Linked DNA regions of Gossypium hirsutum: regions 1 and 2 are each linked to region 3. Evidence: chromatin contacts called from public Hi-C data. All regions are on one chromosome and are shown on one strand. The core of a region is the stretch at or near the end of the contact, and the rest is flanking DNA. Distances in the headings are between cores, read along the strand shown.

What was found. A called contact is a pair of places that touch in the nucleus more often than the background predicts.
Region 1: a contact with region 3 is called in a Hi-C map of leaf, with 1.9 times the contacts expected there. The contact joins the promoter of LOC107930098 here to the promoter of LOC107930109 in region 3. A contact is called at or near these places in 2 of 34 Hi-C or Micro-C datasets (both in leaf).
Region 2: a Hi-C map of leaf shows a contact between it and region 3, with 2.7 times the contacts expected there. The contact joins the promoter of LOC107930106 here to the promoter of LOC107930109 in region 3. A contact is called at or near these places in 10 of 34 Hi-C or Micro-C datasets (anther, callus, hypocotyl and 2 more).

What each region holds. Positions count from the first base shown.
Region 1 is chrA08:109,308,711-109,311,410 of Gossypium_hirsutum_v2.1, reverse strand. LOC107930098 (pectin acetylesterase 7) reads right to left here and starts at 1,351. Exons shown (of 13, transcript XM_016861660.2): 1 at 1,139-1,351. The coding sequence starts at 1,272.
Region 2 is chrA08:108,937,301-108,940,000 of Gossypium_hirsutum_v2.1, reverse strand. It overlaps LOC107930106, which reads left to right and starts at 1,312. Exons shown (of 6, transcript XM_016861674.2): 1 at 1,312-1,698; 2 at 1,775-2,184; 3 at 2,274-2,408. The coding sequence starts at 1,440.
Region 3 is chrA08:109,155,698-109,158,397 of Gossypium_hirsutum_v2.1, reverse strand. LOC107930109 (cyclin-dependent kinase C-2) reads left to right here and starts at 1,368. Exons shown (of 12, transcript XM_016861677.2): 1 at 1,368-1,712; 2 at 1,865-1,946; 3 at 2,033-2,123; 4 at 2,260-2,289; 5 at 2,379-2,488; 6 at 2,613-2,685. The coding sequence starts at 1,603.

The DNA.
Region 1 (2,700 bases), core at 102-2,601, 150 kb before region 3:
AAACCCATGCACATGTCCAACATCATTATTCAACAAGAAATAAAGCTACCATTAACACCAAGCACCGCACATAATCAACTCGTGCTGCTAACGGTAACTTGGTGTCATAATTATCAGTAATTAATTCAGTAATTATCTAATTGGCTATCATCTACCCACAAATAATGATTAATATCACTATTTTTAATCCGTCACAATCAAACCAAAGAAGCATAAAGTGATTGGTATGTTTAGATGGGTGGTCATGGTAATATTCTGACAATAACACTTAGGTTAATTTGAAAATAAAAGAATATTATTACAGCACTGTCGGACAAACATAAAAACGATGAATGGTCAAAATATAAAATTCACACCGATTCTCAAATATAAGATAATCAAAGCAATATACTTTTATTACAGCCTAAAACAAATACCGGCAGACAAACATAAATATTAAAATAAATGCAATTAGCCAAGAATATAAATTTCACACCCATACCCATAACGACAACCCATAGGCCATATAGCAATATTATGTATCTTATTTAGGGAATAAAATAGATTAATTGTACTCAAAAGAGACAATGTAACTCACACATAATTTACTAATCCTAAATATTACTACATATAAATAAAGAGAGCAGTGAGAATAAAAGCAGGCCATAAAATAATCCTAACTGAGATCTTAAATCTCGTCAACTAAAATTACAATTATCGTGATTATCATTATCATTATTATTATTATTTTAATTAATACTATCCGACAAACGTCATGAACCTCCCAAAAATAAAGTATCCGACAAAGGTCACACATGGCAAGAAGATCGCATCATGTGTCTCATCTTACTCTCTTCTAAATTCAATAATCCATCCCTTAGGATGGGAGGAGAGCTAACAGCACCGCTCGTAAATCGCCGGAGCAGAAAGAACTGAAAACTACGAGTGGTTAAAAAACACAATCTCTTTTCACCAAAAAAAAAACACACACAATCTCTTCTTGTCTTCATCCTGAGATTACTTCATCAATAAAGTAAAAGAAAACGCTTTCCGAAGTAGGAAAGATAGTAATAACAGTAAATACAAAAAAGCTAAAAACTCAGGCAGAGGCTGAGGTAAGAAGACTTTGTTTATTTTTGTAGTTAAGATGAAAGCTTACCTTACGAGGAGGGAGAAAGGAGAAACGATATAATAGCTTACTACAACTAGTTTCTTCTTAGTACGAGTATAATGCTTTGTTTGGATCGGGTGAGACTTAGCCACCGCTGATCTCATTTCATTTGTAGTCCTCATTCGGTAACGCGTGCCAACTAAGCAGACAGAAGTCAATTCAAATCCACAGTTCAGTTGTCGGTGCGCTCCACTTTTTAGTTTTTCATTTTCTTTTTAAACATAAACCAAGGATTATTAACACCACTCATTACAGCTCAACCAGTACAAATTATCCTTTGTTTGCTTGCTTGGGCTTGCCCAAAAAATAATTTTTGATAACGACAAAATCATTTTAATATTTAATAAAACCACATTTTAATCTCACACTTTATTTACTGTAAAAAAGTATTTTAAAAAATAAATTTATTAATAAATAACTATTTATTTTTATTAATTATGGATATTATAAAATTTTCAAATAATTTATGATCTGTCAGGAATATTAAATTAATTCGAATTTGACTGGTGGCTTTAAATAAATGATTTTCAAAAATAATAAATATAAAATCGACATGTGAGATGCGACTAAACAGACAAATACTTTGAATGGAATAAGTTGAGTTAAAATCTTAAATCAACCCACAAGAACCACATACTAATAATTAATAACATTATTAATTAGCAAAGTGATTGCATAGAAAAAAAAATGTTTACATATAGTGTAAAAATATACTATAACTAAGACCCTGAATAAATTAATATATCAAAATATAAAACAAATATTTACAGTATTAAATCTTTTCCTTTTCCTTTTTCCTCAACACTTGTTATTTTTTTAAAGCTAGTGCCAGAACGTATGTTATTATAGACACGTGTCCTTATAAAATTATTACTTTTTAAGTCTTGAAATAAATTCATCAATTGCTTCCTATATAAGTATTGCCTTTTTCCCCTTGAAATAAAGTAAAAGAAAAAAAAAGGCTCAGATTTTCTTCCAAAAAAAAGGATACTTAAATGTTGAAAAATGAATTTTATTATTTCTTTTTTATATATACAGAAGAGAGTTAAATATGCAAAAACAAGCCAATCCTTCATAACATATTGGAGACAGAAGCAGCAAACAGGAATGCAAGACCACAATTGGTTGGCCTGGGCTGTCACACAGGAAATTTTAAAAATATGAATGCACCCGCATTAATTATCTAAGTGAAATCCATCGTAACCGTAGTAAATGCATGTCAACGACTACCATCAGTTAATGGCTAAATTCATGGTGCGACATATTCGACGGCTGTTGGGCTGGGAATGGCAGGTTACTATTTGTCATGTTGCTCCAGAGAAGAATAGCGTGGCGGATTATGTACTTGTCCCAGAGGGGTGCGTATGAGGAAACGTTGTTGCAGGAGCTTCCTCGTGAAGGGTGCTATTTAGTTTTGGTAAATGTTCCCAAAAAGAAAATTTTCTAGTTTTGAACTTTTGATAACTATTTCATCCTTTACTTTTACTTTTATTTAAATATTATTAATTATTAAAAAATAAAAATGTTGGTATAAGTTTTTTTTAAAATTA
Region 2 (2,700 bases), core at 63-2,562, 220 kb after region 3:
TTACAAAGTATTTAGCTAATTTCATTATTTATTTCTGTTAGTTGGTCATATAATTTTTTACATTGTCATTTTCATGTCATATATTATTTTTATCATTTACAGATTATTAAACTAAATTCATTATTCTTTTCTTTCATATAATTATACAATTTCTTACATTTTCACTTACTTTAAGGCTTATCATATCATATAACTTTTCATTTATGTATCACATGTTACTTATATATTTTACTGATCATGATTATAATTAGAATATCGATAACATAACTTCCACAATCTTAGGCCAAAATAGAACTCTCGGCCTTTAACGGAACTCTAATAACAGAACTCTATTAACCAACTTGTGCACCATGTTCCGAAAAACATAAACATGAACATATCGTAAACAAAATTCCAATATCTCTTTCACCCATCATAACCCCTATTTCACCAACTCTATCCCAAACTAAACCCATAAGCCCTCGTCACAACATAATCATATAATGTATCAGTTCATTTATTCATTTTAATTTCTTGACATTTAGCTTCACATATACTAACTTTTTTAATTTCCTTTCAATGCATGTATTTGTAAACATTTCATTTTAATTTCGTATGTACGTTCTTTTCTCTCTTACATTACTATCTTACTTTTATTTACATTTTCATCATTAAATTTAGGGTAAATTACAAAAATAATCACTTGTGTTTGCCTTAGATTACATTTTAGTCACTTACGTTGTTGTTTTGTTAAGAAGTTGTCACTCTACTGTTAATCTCCATTACCTCCCTAACGAAAGTCCTATATGGCAATTCAAATAGGTTTTAAATGCCAACTCGGATGTTCAGTTGGTGGAATGAAAATAAATTTTTAATTAAATAAATTTAATTTGGATTGCCACATAAGATATACAAGTTAGCATTTAAAACTCATTTGGACTACCACGTAGGACTGCCGTTAAGGAGGTAACGGAGATTAACGGTAGAATGACCACTTCGTAACAAATCGATAACGTAAGTGACCAAAACGTAACATTTTAAATATAAATAACTAAAATATAATCTGAAGCAAACAAAAGTGACAATTTTTATGATTTACTCTTTAGTATACATATTCAAATACCAAAATATGCTTATTCCATGAAGATTATTCACATTCATTTGGCACAAGACCATGGAGAGATGCTTCCTTCTAGGTTGCTAATGTTAGTTTCCATGACTCCTTCGAGTTTCTTTTTTTTTTTACTAAAAAAATATAGAATTAAATTGTTGCGTGAGGAATCAAATAGCTTAATATTAAAATTGAGAGGGAGCTTTTACCTTTCAAAAATTGTAACTGAAAATGATTTTTTTTTTTTAACTGTGATTCGATAGCATAGTATCCTAAAATAAATAACTAGCACGGAGCATAAGATACGGAACACCGAGTTTAGGGGAAGAAGAAAATAGGGTTCACTGAAATGGCATTAGCAGCATCCCTTAGCTCTTCTTCTTGTATCTGCTTCCACACCCAACTCCCCTATTCCAACTCAAACAGATACAAAACCTCCTCCGTCAACTTACCTCTTCGCCTTAATCTCCATGACAACGCCCCAAGTTCCAACAAAAACTCATTGCTTCTTAGTATTTCTGCCTCAACATTTGTGTTTGTGGGTTTGGGTCTTTGCATTTGCTCCTCCGCTTCCGCCTTTACTCCACTGCCCCGTCACTTCCAAAAAGGTCTTTCTTTCTTTTAATTAATTAATTAATTTTCGAACTGTTCACTCACTGTCATCTTCTTCACTAAATGAACCAGTGGACAGCAGTTCAACAGCAACACTACAAGAAGAAGATGATGAGAAATCGGACGCAGCTTTTGAGATTTGGAAATCTAAATCTTATGCTCTCACGGTTCCTCTTTCCATGGTTGCTCTTCAGGGCTCCATACCTCCCTCTTGGTCCAAGGATTTCATCTCCTCTCAATCCAGGCGGTTAAAGCTCCAAACCAAATTCCGCCCAACTCTTGAAGATATATTCACTCAGTTATGCCTGCCCTTTACCCAAGCCAAAGCCAAAGTAAATATTGGGCCTGCATCTCCAGCTGCTGCTGATATTCTCACCCTAGGTGACTCTTGGCTCCCTTTAGCTATTAAAAAAGCCGTTATTGAACCCATTACTGCTGCTGAACACCAGGATTGGTTTAAGGATTTAAGTCGCAAATGGAAGGTAACTTAAACTGCTTCATTATTAATATTTGCTCTAATTCAATTCAAAACAAACACCCAAACATTACCCAACTCCCGAAATTGTCTCAGGTTTATCTACGCAGGAACCTCAATGGAGATATTGATCCACAAGGTCAGATATGGGCTGCACCCTATCGATGGGGTACCATGGTCATAGCATACAAGAAAACCAAATTTCAAAAGAAAAACTTGCCTCCTATGCAGGTAACGTTAGTCTATCTGTAAAATAAAATCAGTATGACTTTAGCTCCAATATGATTCTTATTCATGTAGTATGGATGACAATTGTCAATTTCATGCCAAGCCAATACGTGCACACGTTCTCTCCTCTCACTTATAAAGGGTCTATTTTATTCTTTTAGAATTGTTCATAGTTTCATCTCTTTTCCCCATATATGGTCTGAAATTTGGTAGTAATGACATTCAAGACACTGAAGAATGCTTAGTTTCTTTTTGAACCTGCCTTTTTACTATTCTAGCATAAAGGTTAATCTAG
Region 3 (2,700 bases), core at 119-2,618:
ATTTCAGAAAAACTACTGGACCAATCTTTAATATATTTTATATTATCTCCATAAATATTCATATTAAATATTTTATATTATCTCCATAATTGAATATTTATGGACTCAGTTTATGGAAATGGAGTTTTGAAACTGCAATTTCTGATATCACTAAAAATCGAGTCGTTACAATCACCTTGCTTAATGCCCCTTATAGGTTAAATTAACTTGTGCGGGCCCCATTAGTAACAATATGATAAGACACTGTCTATATGCATTGCATAATTAAATTTATCCATTTCTCATCAAAGTCCATAGCACATAGAATTGCTCAAACAAAATTCAAATTTAACCTATCATGCGCCTTATTCGTTTCAAGTTTTAGAGCACTTATGCACCATTTTCCCTTCTTCTTCTTCTTTTTTATAAGATTTAGCAATTCTAATGCCATAACAACATTATCACTAATTTGGCTACCTTTGATGAATGCATTTCGAAACAAAGTGATGATCTCATTAAGGATGGACTAGATTCTCGAAATCAAAATCTTAGAAATAACCCTATAAACCATATTGCACAAGCTTATTGGGCGAAAATGACCCACCTTTTCTAGACATTTTCCTTATGGGATTGGCATAATGAACATTTTATTTAATTCCTTTAGTTGAGGAAGTTGAGCCGTGGATCTGAAACCAAATATCTACATCCTGCATTCGGTTCAAGTGCTTTAAGACATCTCAAATCAAACATTATTTTTATAACTTTCTTTTCTGTGAATGGAGAATTTAATAAATATTTTAGATTCTCTAGTATTGAGGAACCTCCAAACCAATTAAGAAATTATCAATTGATTGTGAACTATTTTGATTCGGTTGATTATAAATACTTATTTTTGGAGGGTTATAAATGCTTTTAAAATAGTCTTTAAAAAAATTTTAATATCATATTGGCATTCAAATAATTTTCCATTTTCACCTTTTTTGTAAGTATTGTGTTCGTGATAGTGGCGGAACCAGAAAATTATTTGGGTGCGGAACTAAATTATATATTTTTATAATAGTAACTATGTAATTTCATTATTTCAATAATTTATATATTTATAATTTTTAATGGATTAAATTAAATTTTTATCATTTTTAAAAAGACCAAATTATAATTTTTTCATTACTAATTTAAAAATTTTAAATTATAAAAATTTAAATTATAAAATTTTTATTTTAAAAGGACGGGACCTGCAAGCCCACTTGGCTCCGCCACTTGTTCGTGAGTCTTCTTTTATTTGCTAAGAAAATACGTGGTATTTTCAAAGAGAAGTTTAGACTTTAGTTTTGGGCCTAGTGATATTGGGTTGGGTTTAAATAAGCAAAGCAAATATTACAAGATAAGAAAAAGGAAAACCGTATTAGTATTTGAAGTTTGGGAAACAGGGCGAACGGGGCAATGCCTTTGGAATGTGGAATTGGGGAATTTGCATGCAATTAGGTATATTGAGAACCTCTGCTAGTGTGAGTTGTTCAAATCCGCCGCCGTTGATGTAGTCAGTATTCGGCCTTTCGGTTCAACTGCAGGGAATTGTGTGTTTATTTAAGTAGCTGCTAAATTGATTCTCAATCAAAGAATCAGATGGCGATAGCAGGGGCAGGGCAGCTTAATCTGAACGAGTCGCCCTGCTGGGGATCAAGAAGCGTCGATTGTTTCGAAAAGCTCGAGCAGATTGGAGAGGGTACCTACGGGTCCGTTCTTCTGCTTTCCCTTCCTCTTATTTTCAATTTAGGGTTTATGTTTGTTTCTCTATTTTTCTTAAATAGGGCGTTCTAATTTCTCTTTGCTTAATAACCATTCATTGCCAGTTTAATTCAATTTCTAGTACTATATGTTTTTGCAGCCAAGTTTACATGGCCAGGGAAATAAAGACCGGTGAAATTGTTGCTTTGAAGAAAATACGCATGGACAACGAGAGAGAAGGAGTATGTTCACGCCTTATACATTTATGTTTCATATAAATCAAAGAAATCATAGCTAAAAATTGCTCTTTCTCTACAAACTTGTACAGTTTCCCATAACAGCTATTCGTGAAATTAAAATTCTGAAGAAGCTCCACCATGAGAATGTAATTAAGCTCAAAGAGATTGTTACTTCTCCGGGTAATTATACGTGCTCGTCATTTTGCAATTGCCCCTTTGGCTTTTAATGCATTTATTGATTTGACTCCTACTTCTTAAAATTACTCCTTTAACCTTTCCTTCATATCTCCTGGTTTTATATTATTTTTAATTGTAGGTCCGGAGAAGGATGAGCAGGGGAGACCAGGCAAGTGTTGTACCATTCCTGATTAAGGTGTTATCGGCTCACACTTAATATTTGCTATGGTTTAACTCTTTCCCTTTTTTGCATTATAGATGGTAACAAGTATAAAGGTGGAATTTATATGGTTTTCGAATACATGGACCATGATTTGACTGGCCTTGCTGATCGACCTGGGATGAGATTTTCAGTTCCCCAAATTAAGGTAACCCATTTTATAGGCAAAAAGGATAGAGAAGAGAGAGAGAGAGAGAGAGAGAGAGAGGGAGAGCACTCTGCATTCAATCATCATAATTTTGTTCTTCTAACCATGCTACCCTTTCGTCCAGTGTTACATGAGGCAACTTCTTACTGGGCTTCACTATTGTCATGTAAATCAAGTACTTCACCGTGACATCAAAGGTTCTTACCTGCATA